Linked DNA regions of Mus musculus: regions 2 and 3 are each linked to region 1. A link is a contact called in public HiChIP or PLAC-seq data. All regions are on one chromosome and are shown on one strand. Each heading gives the region's core, a stretch centred on a gene start, on an enhancer-like site or on the middle of the called end of the contact. The rest is flanking DNA. Distances are from core to core; before and after follow the strand shown. Region 1 overlaps Tanc2 (tetratricopeptide repeat, ankyrin repeat and coiled-coil containing 2). Region 2 holds the start of Mrc2 (mannose receptor, C type 2). Region 3 overlaps Mrc2 (mannose receptor, C type 2).

What was found. HiChIP or PLAC-seq counts read pairs in DNA pulled down with a chosen protein or histone mark.
Region 2: an H3K27ac HiChIP or PLAC-seq map of embryonic stem cells shows a contact between it and region 1, with 7 times the contacts expected there. The contact joins the promoter of Mrc2 here to the enhancer-like site in region 1. A contact is called at or near these places in 11 of 39 promoter capture datasets (the 3T3-L1 cell line, the C10 cell line, the HPC-7 cell line and 6 more), 1 of 484 Hi-C or Micro-C datasets (bone marrow-derived macrophages), 15 of 115 datasets of contacts at active chromatin or transcription factors (the NIH/3T3 cell line, astrocytes, bone marrow-derived macrophages and 10 more) and 1 of 9 other capture datasets (liver).
Region 3: a contact with region 1 is called in an H3K27ac HiChIP or PLAC-seq map of extraembryonic endoderm stem cells. The contact joins two enhancer-like sites. A contact is called at or near these places in 1 of 15 datasets of contacts at CTCF or cohesin (the NIH/3T3 cell line), 42 of 484 Hi-C or Micro-C datasets (the AtT-20 cell line, B cells, the C2C12 cell line and 31 more), 27 of 115 datasets of contacts at active chromatin or transcription factors (SST interneurons, bone marrow-derived macrophages, cardiomyocytes and 19 more) and 3 of 9 other capture datasets (adipose tissue, liver and pancreatic islet).

Annotation. Positions count from the first base shown.
Region 1 is chr11:105,897,620-105,901,694 of GRCm38.p6, forward strand. It overlaps Tanc2 (tetratricopeptide repeat, ankyrin repeat and coiled-coil containing 2), which reads left to right. Exons shown (of 26, transcript NM_181071.3): 17 at 2,065-2,250. Among named protein-coding and RNA genes, the nearest start is that of Cyb561, 45 kb to the right of the region's middle. Within about 2 kb of position 1,827, at least 19 of the 459 cell types and tissues checked have an H3K27ac peak or open chromatin away from gene starts, as enhancers often do. A contact at or near this core is called in embryonic stem cells and extraembryonic endoderm stem cells, where this site is marked.
Region 2 is chr11:105,290,614-105,294,688 of GRCm38.p6, forward strand. Mrc2 (mannose receptor, C type 2) reads left to right here and starts at 2,033. Exons shown (of 30, transcript NM_008626.3): 1 at 2,033-2,288. The coding sequence starts at 2,174.
Region 3 is chr11:105,350,526-105,354,600 of GRCm38.p6, forward strand. It overlaps Mrc2 (mannose receptor, C type 2), which reads left to right. Exons shown (of 30, transcript NM_008626.3): 30 at 1-620. Among named protein-coding and RNA genes, the nearest start is that of Mrc2, 60 kb to the left of the region's middle. Within about 2 kb of position 1,971, at least 69 of the 459 cell types and tissues checked have an H3K27ac peak or open chromatin away from gene starts, as enhancers often do. A contact at or near this core is called in extraembryonic endoderm stem cells, where this site is marked.

The sequences.
Region 1 (4,075 bases), core at 577-3,076:
AACCACTGGCTTCACAAATGTAGGCCACCAAGGAAAAATTGTAGCCTCGTGGTATTTTGATTCTGTCATGAAAACTAAGAATCACACAGGGAAATCTAAGTAATATATGGGACCTCATTTTGAGATGTTCAGTATTATCACCAGGGAAGCAAGGAAAACTCCTAAGACTCCTCACTCCTTGAGGAAGTGAGACCTGGGTTCTCAGCAGAATCACAGAGCCTTAGATGCCATTGTGACACAGATGGCCCACCTATATCAATGTCTCCTTTGATTGAATAGATGCTCCTAGTAACAGCCTATCTGGTCCTGATAGTACTCTTGATGTAATTTACATCCAACTGGGTCCTTGAATCATCTCTGCCCTATACCACCATGCCACTTTTTTTTACTTGTTTTTCATTGTTTTCCCAGAGCAGATGGTTACACTGTTTATTCTTTTCAAAATCCTATCACATCTCTTCTGTATTTTGTATTAGTAAGATTAAGCTAGGGGTTGGCGAGATGGCTCAGTGGGTAAGAACACCGACTGCTCTTCTGAAGGTCCAGAGTTCAAATCCCAGCAACCACATGGTGGCTCACAACCATCCATAACAAGATGATGCCCTCTTCTGGAGTGTCTGAAGATAGCTACAGTGTGCTTACATATAATAAATAAATAAATAAATAAATAAATAAATAAATAAATAAATAAAATCTTTAAAAAAAAAAAAAAAAAAAAGATTAAGCTAAAAACAAGATGTGGAACCTGGCATGGTGGTGCACAACCAAAAAACCCAGCCGTGGGGAGGCATAGGCAGGTGGATCTGCATGAGTTTAGGCCATTCTAGTCTATAAAGCCAGTTCTAGGACAGCCAGAACTATATAGAGAAACCCTGAAGAGTCAGGGGGTACACATCTGTAACTCCATGACTTGGGAGACTGAGGCAAGAGACTCACAAGTTTAAAGTCAGCCTGGGATATACAGGAAGGCCCTCAAAAAAAAAGGAGGAGGAAGAGGAGGATAAAGGAAGTGTCTATCTCAGGGAACGTCTGTCATAGAACAGTGTTCTTTGCCACACTGGCCTATGCTCCTGCCTAACAAGGAAGCACTTGATTTTCTTTCAGCATTTCTTCTACCTGTGCTCTTGGTCCTGGTCTGTTGCTCTTTATTTCACTTGTTATTTCTTTTCTCTTCTTAATTCACATCACCCTTTTCCAAATATTTGTAGGTTTATAAATATTTACTTTATCTGATTGACCTTAAAAAGAAAGTCTTCTCACCTGCTTACCAGAAGCTACAGCTCATCCCTTCACATCCCTCAGACCCATCCTCAGCCACCTCTCTTCCTCACTCTCTGTCACTACTCATAATCCAGCTTCTGGGAGTTAGTTATTATATAAATAGAACTTTTACTCACCAGATGTAATTGTTATCTAGGACGCTTACCGATAAATACACTCAATCTTTCTAGTTCTTTCTGAACTCTGGCTAGCTGGTTCAACTTGGCTATTGAGGTAGCCCAAACTCCTCTCCAAACTGATTGATTCAAATTGGCTTCTCTCACTTTCTGACTGAATTGCTCTGCTTGGAAAGATTCCCTCTGAACTCCACAAAATGAACTGCCCCAAACTCAACTCAACTCAAGTCCTCTGAATTGGCACATTCTTTCTCCCTCACTGCTCCTAAGTAGCCTCTCTTTCCTGTCTGTTCTCGTGAGAGTTGGGCAGATCCTATCTATGACTCATTCTGTCAAGTCTTCCTCTGACTTGTTACTTTGTCTTCTCCTCTTAGACATTTCAAACATGCCTGCTTTCTACAAACTAAATTCACCTATATTGTTTGGGATAAAAGGTGTGTGTACTAAGGGTGTGTCTGTATTCCACCAAGGTCATTCTGTAATCCAGAGTGTGTCTGCATTCCAACCAAATCACCTGAGGGTTTTGTTTTTTTCTTTGAATGTAAAAACAAAAGCCTTGCCTCATTTTCTGGGGAAAGTTCTCTGCAGAGGGATGTACAGAGGAACTGGACATCAATAATCTAGGCTGAGTTCCTTGTTCACAGCTCTCTCTATTTTCTTCCCATAGGTGGATCACTTGGATAAGAATGGACAGTGTGCTTTGGTTCATGCTGCTCTGCGAGGTCATCTAGAGGTTGTCAAGTTTCTGATTCAGTGTGACTGGACAATGGCTGGCCAGCAGCAAGGAGTGTTTAAGAAGAGCCACGCCATCCAGCAGGCCCTCATTGCTGCAGCCAGCATGGGTTACACTGAGGTAAGAAAAAAAAAAGGACCTAAGAAACTGTGGGGCAAAGACTTGAATGATGCAAAATTGCCAGCCACACTGGTGAAAAGTTTTTAATCACTTTTGTGATGAACAGGGGATTAAACTCCACAATACTCTAATACTACGTACCTAGAATTATGTGCGTGGAAAAACTTAAGAGTCAGAAAAGAGTTTGGAAAAAAAAAAAAAGAAAAGAGTTTGGAAATTGTCACAGCTTCTCCCACACTTTCTGTGACACTAAAACACAGAGGAGTTACTGACCTGTAGACATATGGTCAGACATTTTGGGACAAGAAGGATGCACCCCACAGAACCTCAGAATGGTTGATTTTGGTCCAAGATGGTACAGTTTTCTTACTGCCTTAGAACCCTAGTCTTCATCCATAAAGTTACTGAAGTCTTTTTACAAGGCTGCTATGAAGGATGCTCTAAATAATTAATACCATACAGATGGCATTTTCTACATTATTAATAAGTGTGGCAAATTCATGGACTTGGTAGTATTCTGTGAAATGTTAAGTAACTGACAATGAGGAAAGGAAAAGACTATAACCAGGGAGCAGGTACACAGCTGCTTATGCTTATTATAAATTTTACTAATCTAAGGAATGGGCTACACTGTGACAAACAGTGTTCTCAATTGAATGGTTAATTGAGTGTTGGCTTTGGTCAAATATGAATCTGTAGCCAACCTGTGGTTGCAACCTATGATGTAACAAGTAGAATTGCATCTAATTTGCTTTTTCCCAGTAATTTTACGGCCATTGACTCTGATGTTGGATTTACTGTTAACTGTCTCTCACCTGTACTGATTAAAATGAAACGCATTGGGCCGGGCGTGGTGGCGCACGCCTTTAATCCCAGCACTTGGGAGGCAGAGGCAGGCGGATTTCTGAGTTCGAGGCCAACCTGGTCTACAGAGTGAGTTCCAGGATAGCCAGGGCTACACAGAGAAACCCTGTCTCGAAAAAAAACCAAAAAAAAAAAAAAAAAAAAAATGAAACGCATTTTCAGTTTTGCTCTAAACCAAACATTGATTTATAAAGTTTGTAACTATTGCTACCATGGCTGACTTCAAGCTGCCAGTGTTATGTCACTCAATATGGAGGTGGGAAGAAATACACAGTAGCACACGTGACAGCGTTTCATCCATACAGATGCAATACATATAAATAACCTTAAAATCACAGATGACAACAGTAGGACATAGTTAACTAATTGAGAAATTTTAAGAATTGAGGGACTTTTTTGTTTGTTTTTTGTGGTGTTGAGATCAAATCCAGGATCTCACACATTTTAGGCAAGTACTCTTACCAGTGGGTGCCAGCCTATAGTTAGGTATTTTTTAATATTTTTCATATAATTTCTTTATATTTCAAGTTTTAATAAGTGACTGGCTTTGTTTAACAATCACCTCGTAAACTGGTGTGGTAGTGGTGCACACCTTTAGACCCGGCATTCAGGAGGTAGAGTCAGGTAGATCTCTGAGTTCAAGACCAGCCTGGTCTACAGAGTGAGTTCCAGGACAGCCAGGGCTACACAGAGAAACCCTGTTAGGGGTGGGGATAGGGACAGCGTGTAAAATTTCTGAAACATAGAATCAGCTCTCCTGGGTCTCTACTCAGGAGCCCATCCCACTGCAAGGGATGCTCCAGTGAAGCAGCAGTCCTCTCAGCTGGCCTTAGGGGTCGCCAAGTGAATATGAAGCAAAACTGAAATGTGTATTGTCTGTGGAAAGTCCCTTAACTCCTAATACAATCAGATTCCTCAAGACAGCTGTCACTTTTGTTTGTGGTTTGCAGTTATTCTCCCT
Region 2 (4,075 bases), core at 783-3,282, 610 kb before region 1:
AGCCCTGACTAGGACAGACTTGAGGGCCTTGAACAAGACTCTGCTAGCACTCCATACCTCCCAGCTCCCCTCCTCCACCCCCCAGCAGACTCTTCTCAGCCTTGGCTATGGCCAAAAGTTTATTTCTCCCATCAAATGAAAGTCGCAGAACTACAAGTGTGTTAGTTTGTCTTTGCTTTCATGGCGGTTGGCACAAGATGATGTTTGGTGAGGGGACAGGGGAGGACTGATAGTGTGTGTGAACACACAGTGGGTCTTGTGTGAGCAACTGGCTGGAGCCATGTCACAGTTGTGTGATGTCCCAGTGTTGGCTTTTACTCTGCCAGCTGGGTAGTACCAAAACCTGCCCTGGCTGGTGGAAGAGGGATCCGATTGATTCTGTCCCAGAAGCATCCTGTATTTAGGCTGCTCAGATAGGGAAGTGCAGCTCATCCATAGCTGGCAGGTTCTCAAATCCCTCAAGGATGACAAGACTTGTAAGGAGGGAGGTGTCAGGAGAAGACAGCCCTAGCATAGCCAGCTGTGTACAGGACCTTAGGATCCCAAGACATGTCAAACCAAGAAGAGAGGCTCCATGGGGCCAGTGAAGCTGTGAACACTTTCCAGAAGCCAATCTGCAACCCTGCTCAAGTTAGCCTTAGGGTAAGGGGTTTTGTTCACTTGGCTGACAGTCAGGGCTGTGGCTAGCAGAACCTTTCCAGGGGCCTGCAGGTGCTCCTTTTGGGGACCTGCAATCAGTGGGCTATATTAAGCCAAGAATCTCAGTTGGCAGAGTTCAGAAGGGCTAAGGTGGAGCCTCCCTGGAGCAGAGCCTTTATTGCAGAGATACAGAAAGAGTACCTACAACAGGAGTCATGAAAAGTCATGTTTGTTATTTCAAAAAAAAAAAAAAAAAAAAAAAAAAAAGCCCCTCAGTGGCCAGTCCAGGAAACAATAAAACTTATATTACAGTTTTACAGTGTTTTGATCTCTTGTGATGGGAGAAGGTGAGTCTGCTTTGTGCTGTTGGACTCCAGAAATCTCAAGCCTGTTCTCAGCTGGAGCTCCCAAGCATCACTTTCAAGACTGGGAAATCAGAGGTTAGGTGTCGGCTGCTCTCCAAAATCCAGATTCTCAGCCCAGTGCTTTGCTCTGCCATCTGACCTGTTGCATAATGCTAAGTAACTGGATTGTCTTCATGAAATTTCCGTTTTGTTCTTTGCTACCGGCCAGCAGCCCAGCTGGTGGGAATGATGTAGGTCTTCTGGGACATCCAGTGGACCGCTTTTGTCCCAGGTCTCTGGATACAGCGGCCCCTATCAACTCAAGTGTTACATTCTTTGTGCCAGGGACACTGACACAGGAGTCACACATGCTGAAACAAGATGATCAAGAATTGTTTGCGCTGCTCACAAGCAACAGGAGCTCTACCTTCCCCTCCCCCAACCTCCGCACGGGTGGCGCGGAGTTCTGAGCTCCTCCTCTTCCCCATCAGAAATAGGGGAGGGGGGTCTTAGGAAAGGAAATAGCTGATGCTCAGCGCCTAAAACCTGGCAGAAGAGGCTGGATGGAGGGGATGCTGGGGGCCCAAGACTGGCCACCTGAGTCAGTCGCGCATCCCATCCTTCGGCTGGCCAGGCCTCGCAGCAGCCCAGGCTTCGCCACGCGGTGAAGTTCTGCGGAAAGTTTTGCAGTTGCTTCGCCTCTCGCGCCAGCAGGAGAAGCTGTGACGCAGCGTCTGGGGCTCCAGGCCCGGTCTGAAAAGAGAGGGTAGACAAGGCGGGAAGGAATTAAGAAGCAGAATAGGGGAAGATAAAGAGCGCACACTGGGATCCTTGTGGACCTCGCTGATCCTCTTCTCCAGCCTTCGCCTCCTCTCCCTCCCGACACGCACTCCCTTGCGGCCGGGTCCCCAGCCCTGCGCCCCCGCGCCTCCTCCGTCCCCTCCCACGCTGCCCGCTTCCCTTCCCCTCTGCCCCTCAAACCCTCCTCCAGGGTTCTGCGCTCCTCCCTCCGCCCTCCCTCTGCGGGGCCTGCCTCCTCCCTCCTCCTCTCCGGGAGGCATCACTTCGTCCGGACCCGGAGGAGGATGCGATCCCCTCGCCGGCGGTCATCTGAGCACAGCGCTAGGGCTGTCTCTGCACGCAGCCCTGCCGTGCGCCCTCCGTACTCTCGTCCTCCGAGCGCCGCAGGGATGGTACCCATCCGACCTGCCCTCGCGCCCTGGCCTCGTCACCTGCTGCGCTGCGTCTTGCTTCTCGGGGGACTGCGTCTCGGCCACCCGGCGGACTCCGCCGCCGCCCTCCTGGGTAAGGCGCTGCCAACTTGGCCAACTTCGGGAGTCGGGCCTCTTGACTTTTCCCTCCTTTTTTTCTCCCATCTTTTCTGAAGAAGTGCGTGCGTGCGTGTGTGTGTGTGTGTGTGTGTGCGCGCGCACGCGTGTGTGTGCGTGTGTGTGTGTGTGTGTGTGTGTGTGTGTGTGTGTGTGTGTGTGACTGGATTTTTTAAATTCGTCTCCACTTTTCTGGGAGCAAGGGAGGAGATGGGAGGAGGAGCGCGCCTGGAGGTGGGGGAGGACCTGAGTGGAACCAGATGTGGCAGGCGGCGGGGGAGGGGAGCCAAGGCACCGCGGCCTGGGAGGGAGAGGGAGGGCTGGTGTCCGGGCCACCCGGACCCCCGGCGCTCGCCCCGCGCTGGTCTGGGTACCTTGATATACAACCAGAGAGCCAGAGGCGCATTGTTTCTTACTCTGTACGTGAGGGGTCAGTCTGTTCAGCGTCTGGCAATGGGGTCTTTATGTTTTCTTACTTGGTCTTTAAGGACAGCTTGTGGCAGAGGACTTATGCACCGTTCGATCGTAACCCTGTGGAACAGTTTTGTGCCAGGAGAACCGAATGCGCGTGCGTGCGTGTGTGTGTGTGTGTGTGTGTGTGTGTGTGTGTGTGTGTGTGTTCGTTTCTCACTTTGTGTGTTCAATTCTGATCAAATTGGCACTTCTCCAGAGTGGACAGTCTTTGGTGCAAAAGAGTTTCTAAAGATACAAACCACAACCCACAGAAGACCAACCACACAAGCCCCCCAAACTGCACCCTTCTCTTTTCTGTATGTTTTTTTTTGTTGTTGTGTTGTTGTTGTTGTTGTCGTCGTCGTCGTCGTTATTTTAGAACTATCTGAAATGTGAGGTCAGACAGGTCCCTCGACAAGAACCTGAACACTCATAAACATTGATAGGGTAGATCTTGGGGGGCAGAGGCACTCAGAATTTTAAAAAATGTGCTGGGTGTTGCCTCCACATCCCCTTTTTATGTTTAATTGGGGGCTGGGTCAGCGGAAAGGGATGGGACAGCAGCTGCAGCTTTGTGCTAGGACTAGAGGGCCCCCTGAAGAGTCTGAGGCCTTTGCGGTGGCCTGGTGTGCTGTGGGCATTTGCTGAGGGGAAAGGTAGGGTCAGGGTGACCCACAGTTACATAGGAGCCTCCTCTGCCCTTCCCTCCCACCTGGATCTGAAGCCTGCATACACAGGAAGCAAGCCGGAGCCCCTTGTAGCTTGGTAGCATCAGCGTGCCCCTCACCTCCCGGGGTTCTTGCCAGAGCCTTGTTCCTCTGTATAGGACACGGGACTGCAGGATTCGAGGGAGGAGGGAAAGGACAGCCAATTCCAAGAGCCTTAGCTTGGGTTTTAACGCCAGGCCCTGGGAAAGAGCTGGGCCAGAGCGCTGACTTGGTCTTTCCCCCAGGGAGCTTTTGACAGGGGGGTGGAGATGCCTGATGAGGGGCCCAGTCAGGGAGGAAAAGGAGGCTTACAGTGTCCCTGGGCTTCCTGGTCTCTGCTTCTGTCCCTCCCTGCTCTCTCAGACTGTCCTACACACAAAATGCCCATGTCTGGGCTGCTGTGTGGCCTGGATCACCCTCCTGAGCCCTGAAGAAGCCCAGCCTGGATTCACGGAGCTGGGAGTGGGGGTGGGGGAGAGGGGGTGGGGGAGAGGGGCTTTTCGCTAAAGCAACTGAACAGGAGGGTAAAAACCACACAACTTCCCTGTCACCGAACAAACACAGCACTGACCGACCCTACCCTGCCATCTTCCATGGGCCCCTC
Region 3 (4,075 bases), core at 721-3,220, 550 kb before region 1:
TCTCTCTGGGTGGGGGTCAGCTGAAGAGGCTGGCCAAGCATCTGTCACTCCTGTGCCTGCTGGAATGGACCTAGGGTATGGCAGGAGGGAGCCTAGGTGGCTCAGGTGTACAAACCAGGGCACCGGTGTGGTGTCTGCTGGAGTAGAGATGGAACTTCGGAGAGACACCTTATCCACTCACAGGGTGTCATCTCCTGCTGGTCAGGGGAGGGCTCTGTCCTTGAAAGAGTCCCCTGTGGGGACCAAAATAAGTTCCCTAATGTCTCCGGCTTCTGGCTCTGGCTTGGAGAGAGGGAAGATGGTTTGGAGGGGGAGGGGCGCTGGTGAGGCTGTAACCTGGGACAGCACCAGGTGCTACCATCTGGTGTGGCCTAGGAGACCAACTCATGGAACCACTCAGCACCTTTTTCCAGAGGAGAGTCCCAGCCAGGATGGAGAGTGCCAGTCCCCGTGTCCCAGTGCAGGACGATGTGAACAAAAACTCAAAGCGGACCCTCTATTGTAGTTCTTGATTCTCGAAATGTGCTATTATTGTTTGTCTTTTTTTTTTTTTTTTTAAAGAAGGAAAAAGAGAAAAAGAATAGCAAACAAATAAAAACCTTCCAGAGGCTTGAGAAGTCAGCGTTTGTGCCTCCTTCTCTGCAGAGTCTGACCCCCGCAGCCCTGTAGGGACAGATGGCAGCTCTGTCCAGTTGTTTCTGTAGCCTGCCATTTTGCCTCTGAGCTTTTGGCTCTCCTCAGGAGACAAGTCGTCCCTGCCTACAAGCGTGTGAACTTGGGCACCTGAGCTCATTGTCCCATCAGCTTGAATAGGGCGTAGAGGATCTCCTAGGGTTGGGCTGTCGGAAAGATGCTTAAGGATGTGGTGAGTGTCCTTACCAAGTGCCTCTGAGTGCATGCAGTAAGCACTCCATAAATGCTAACTGCTACTCTTATTTCTAAAGTTTTTTTTTATTACATTGTGTGTGTGTGTGTGTGTGTGTGTGTGTGTGTGTGTGTGTGTGTGCGTGTGTGTGTGTAGGGTGAGCAATATGAATACCTGGACCAGAGTGGGAGCAGAGGGTCCCTAATGTCTCAGAGGACCGACAGGGTGACTGCAGGAGTGTGGCTGAGTGGGTGCAGGCCAGGACGCAGTGGCATGGTGGATACTGTAAGGAAGGCTGCCAGTGGGAATGGCTGATCTGATCTTTAACAAGTTCATTGTAACCGCGGTAAGGGACACAGACAATGGATGGGAGATGGGGGAGGGGAAGCAGAGGAAGCCCTTGCAATCATTAAGACCTCAGAAGATGGTGGCTGGTTTGGCCTGGAACACTAGCGGTGGTTTAGAGGCGTTGTGCGTTCTCAGGCTTACCCTGTCCAGGACTTTTAAAATCTTAGTTCTACTTGTTTTGGATAGGCAGTGTGGTCATGTGGTTCAGAGCCTAAAGGAGTGAAAAGAATACATAAAGACACCCATTGAATGTTCTCGCTCCTTCCCTTGCCCATCCACCCTGGACGCTCCTGCCATGATGGTTTTCCGAGTCTCTTTCCAATGTTTGATTCAGGCTGGGGGAAGCCACTAGGAAACATGGGATCTGGATTGCCCAGGGGGACAGCAGATCAGCTGCTTTCTGCCGGGATCAGATGTGCAGGATGAATGGGTGGGACCGCCCAAGACAGAAGAACTCTAGAGAGTCCGTGAGCTGCATTCCTGAGTGTGTGTGTGTGTGTGTGTGTGTGTGTGTGTGTGTGTGGGCTCCTCCAGCTGTCCCTACTCTGCAGCTCTCACAAGACCCATGGGAGATAGGTAGGCCAGGCATTCCGGAAGGGACGGAAGGGACCGTCAATCCAAAGTAAGGTCCTTAATGATTAACCCACTTTACCTTCAAGTGATTTGCTCTCCAAACAGAGGCCAGAGTAGCCCCTTTGTGAGTCGAGTGCTTTGCTACTAGCTGTGGCTCAAGGGTTGCTCTTCAGGCTGCTGGGAGCGGCTCTGAGGGCAGGGATGCCAGTGACCATTGCCCTGAGAGAGAAGGAAGCAGCGTGGTAAAAAGCAGTGTGAGCTCTATTGGGTCATTTGAGTAGTTGAAGGAATGAGGCTCCAAATGTCCAGTGCCACCCATCTATTTGAGAGAGAGACAGAGAGAGAGAGAGAGAGAGAGAGAGAGAGAGAGAGAGAGAGAGCATGTGCATGCCAGCAGCTGACTGGGTAAGCAAGCCTACTGACCCCAGCAGCCCCAGAAATCTACCTATCTGTACCCCCAAGAGTTACGAGCATAGGCAGCTGCTGCTCCTGGGTTTTATGTGGGTGCTGAGGATTCGAACCCAGGCCCTCACCCTTCCAGGGCAAGCATGAATTGACTCCCCAAACCTTGACAAGTTAATTTTTCCTTTTCTTTCTCTGGTGACTGGAGTCTTGCCAGAGGCCACATTCAATCCAAGTTTGTCCTACAGCCTCTTAGGCCTGGGGGCTCCCCAGAGAGTATGTTCTAAGCCTTCCTGCAGAAGAGTTAGGGAATGTTCCCGTAGTTCTCTGAGTGGTCAGGAAGAAGGCTCTGGACCTGGCCACTTGCCCTCTGGCTCCCAGCCAGTTCTAGTTTTAGAACATGTGACAAGGACTTCTATCTTCTGGTGGGGCTCAGTTCAGTTGACCACGAAGCATCTCTTCTGTGTGCCAGGTTCTCTGCGGAGCCTGCTGAGTGGCAGATGGCCTGAGACCTGTCCCAGGCCTGAGCGAAGGGCACTGTCTACCAGGCACGGAGCCCAGCTTTCCCTTGCAGGTCTGAACTGGCCCAGCTTCGAGCACCTGAATATTCAGTGACAGCTCAATGAATCCATGAATGAATGGGAAGACAGGGCAGCTCTCCAGAGAACAGCATTCCCCTATCTCCTATCAAAGCAGAGATGGCCTCCTCCCAGGTACCCTGGCAGAGCAGGCCTGGCCCAGTGGGCAGCTCTCTGAGGCCACAGGGGCAAGGAGCCAGCCAGCCTCACCACATGGCTATCCTGGAACAGAGCCGCCCAAACCTGGTCAAGCTGCCTGGACCAGTGGGGCAGGAGTCTCTGGCAGACCTGAGGTAAAGAACTAGCATCGTGAGGGAAGGCAGAAAGGAGACACTCAGGGAAGTCAGAAGAGGACAAATGAGGGATTGAAGAGGGTCCAGCATGAGAAGAAAGTGCCCAGATCTTCCCGCAGGCCTGACTTTCCTTAGGAGGGTGTTGCCAAGAGGCCTCAGGGAACTGCTGACTTCAGTCTTTGGCTCCCATCAGAATCAGCTCCATTGCATCAAAGGGGAGGGGCTGGCTTTAACCCTTCCTTGTCTGAAAAGCAAGTAGTTACAGACACTAGAAAGAGGTCTGAGCAACTGCCAGGCACCAAGGTTCAAGGCCATGTATTCAGAGAAGCCAAATACTGAATTTATCAGTTGGCTGGTGGCTTTTCTGGGGATCCCAGGCAGTGACACTTTTCTAGTTCCATCCATACTGTCTTACTTCCAGACACCCCTGAGGTCTGTGGGGTGTCTAGCTGTCCATAGGGGAGACACCTGGCCCTCTGTTACTGTGGGGTGTCCAGCTGTGTGTGTGCGTGTGTGTGTGCGTGTGTGTGTAGACACCTGGCCCTCTGTTACTGTAGGGTGTCCAGCTGTGCCAGGCAGGGGGAGACACCTGGCCCTCTGACACTGTAATTCCATCAGCTTCTGCAGATTTGCACTGTCCTCCTCCCTTGGAATTTGAGGAAAGTGCGAGGTGTCCTCCACGATAAGGACAACAAACTGTTATTAGACACAATCTCCCCTTGCTATTCCAGTGGGTTCATTCCACGATCTGCTGCTGCTCTCTATATGCACGGCTGTCCAAGTCCAAGCCCCTTGTATAAAATGCATTATATAAATAGTATCGTATATAGTCTCCATTCCCTCATATATGTTAAATAAATGCTCGAAAACCTGGTCCTCCCTGTTGGTCAGCCCTCTCCTACCACCTCAGTTTCCCTCTCCTGGACTCCACAAGCCATTAAAAACCTTGTTCTCTTCTCGCTTCCTTGGCTTTGTGCTACTGTTGTTAATGCTGTGAGTGTGGGTGTTTTGCCTGT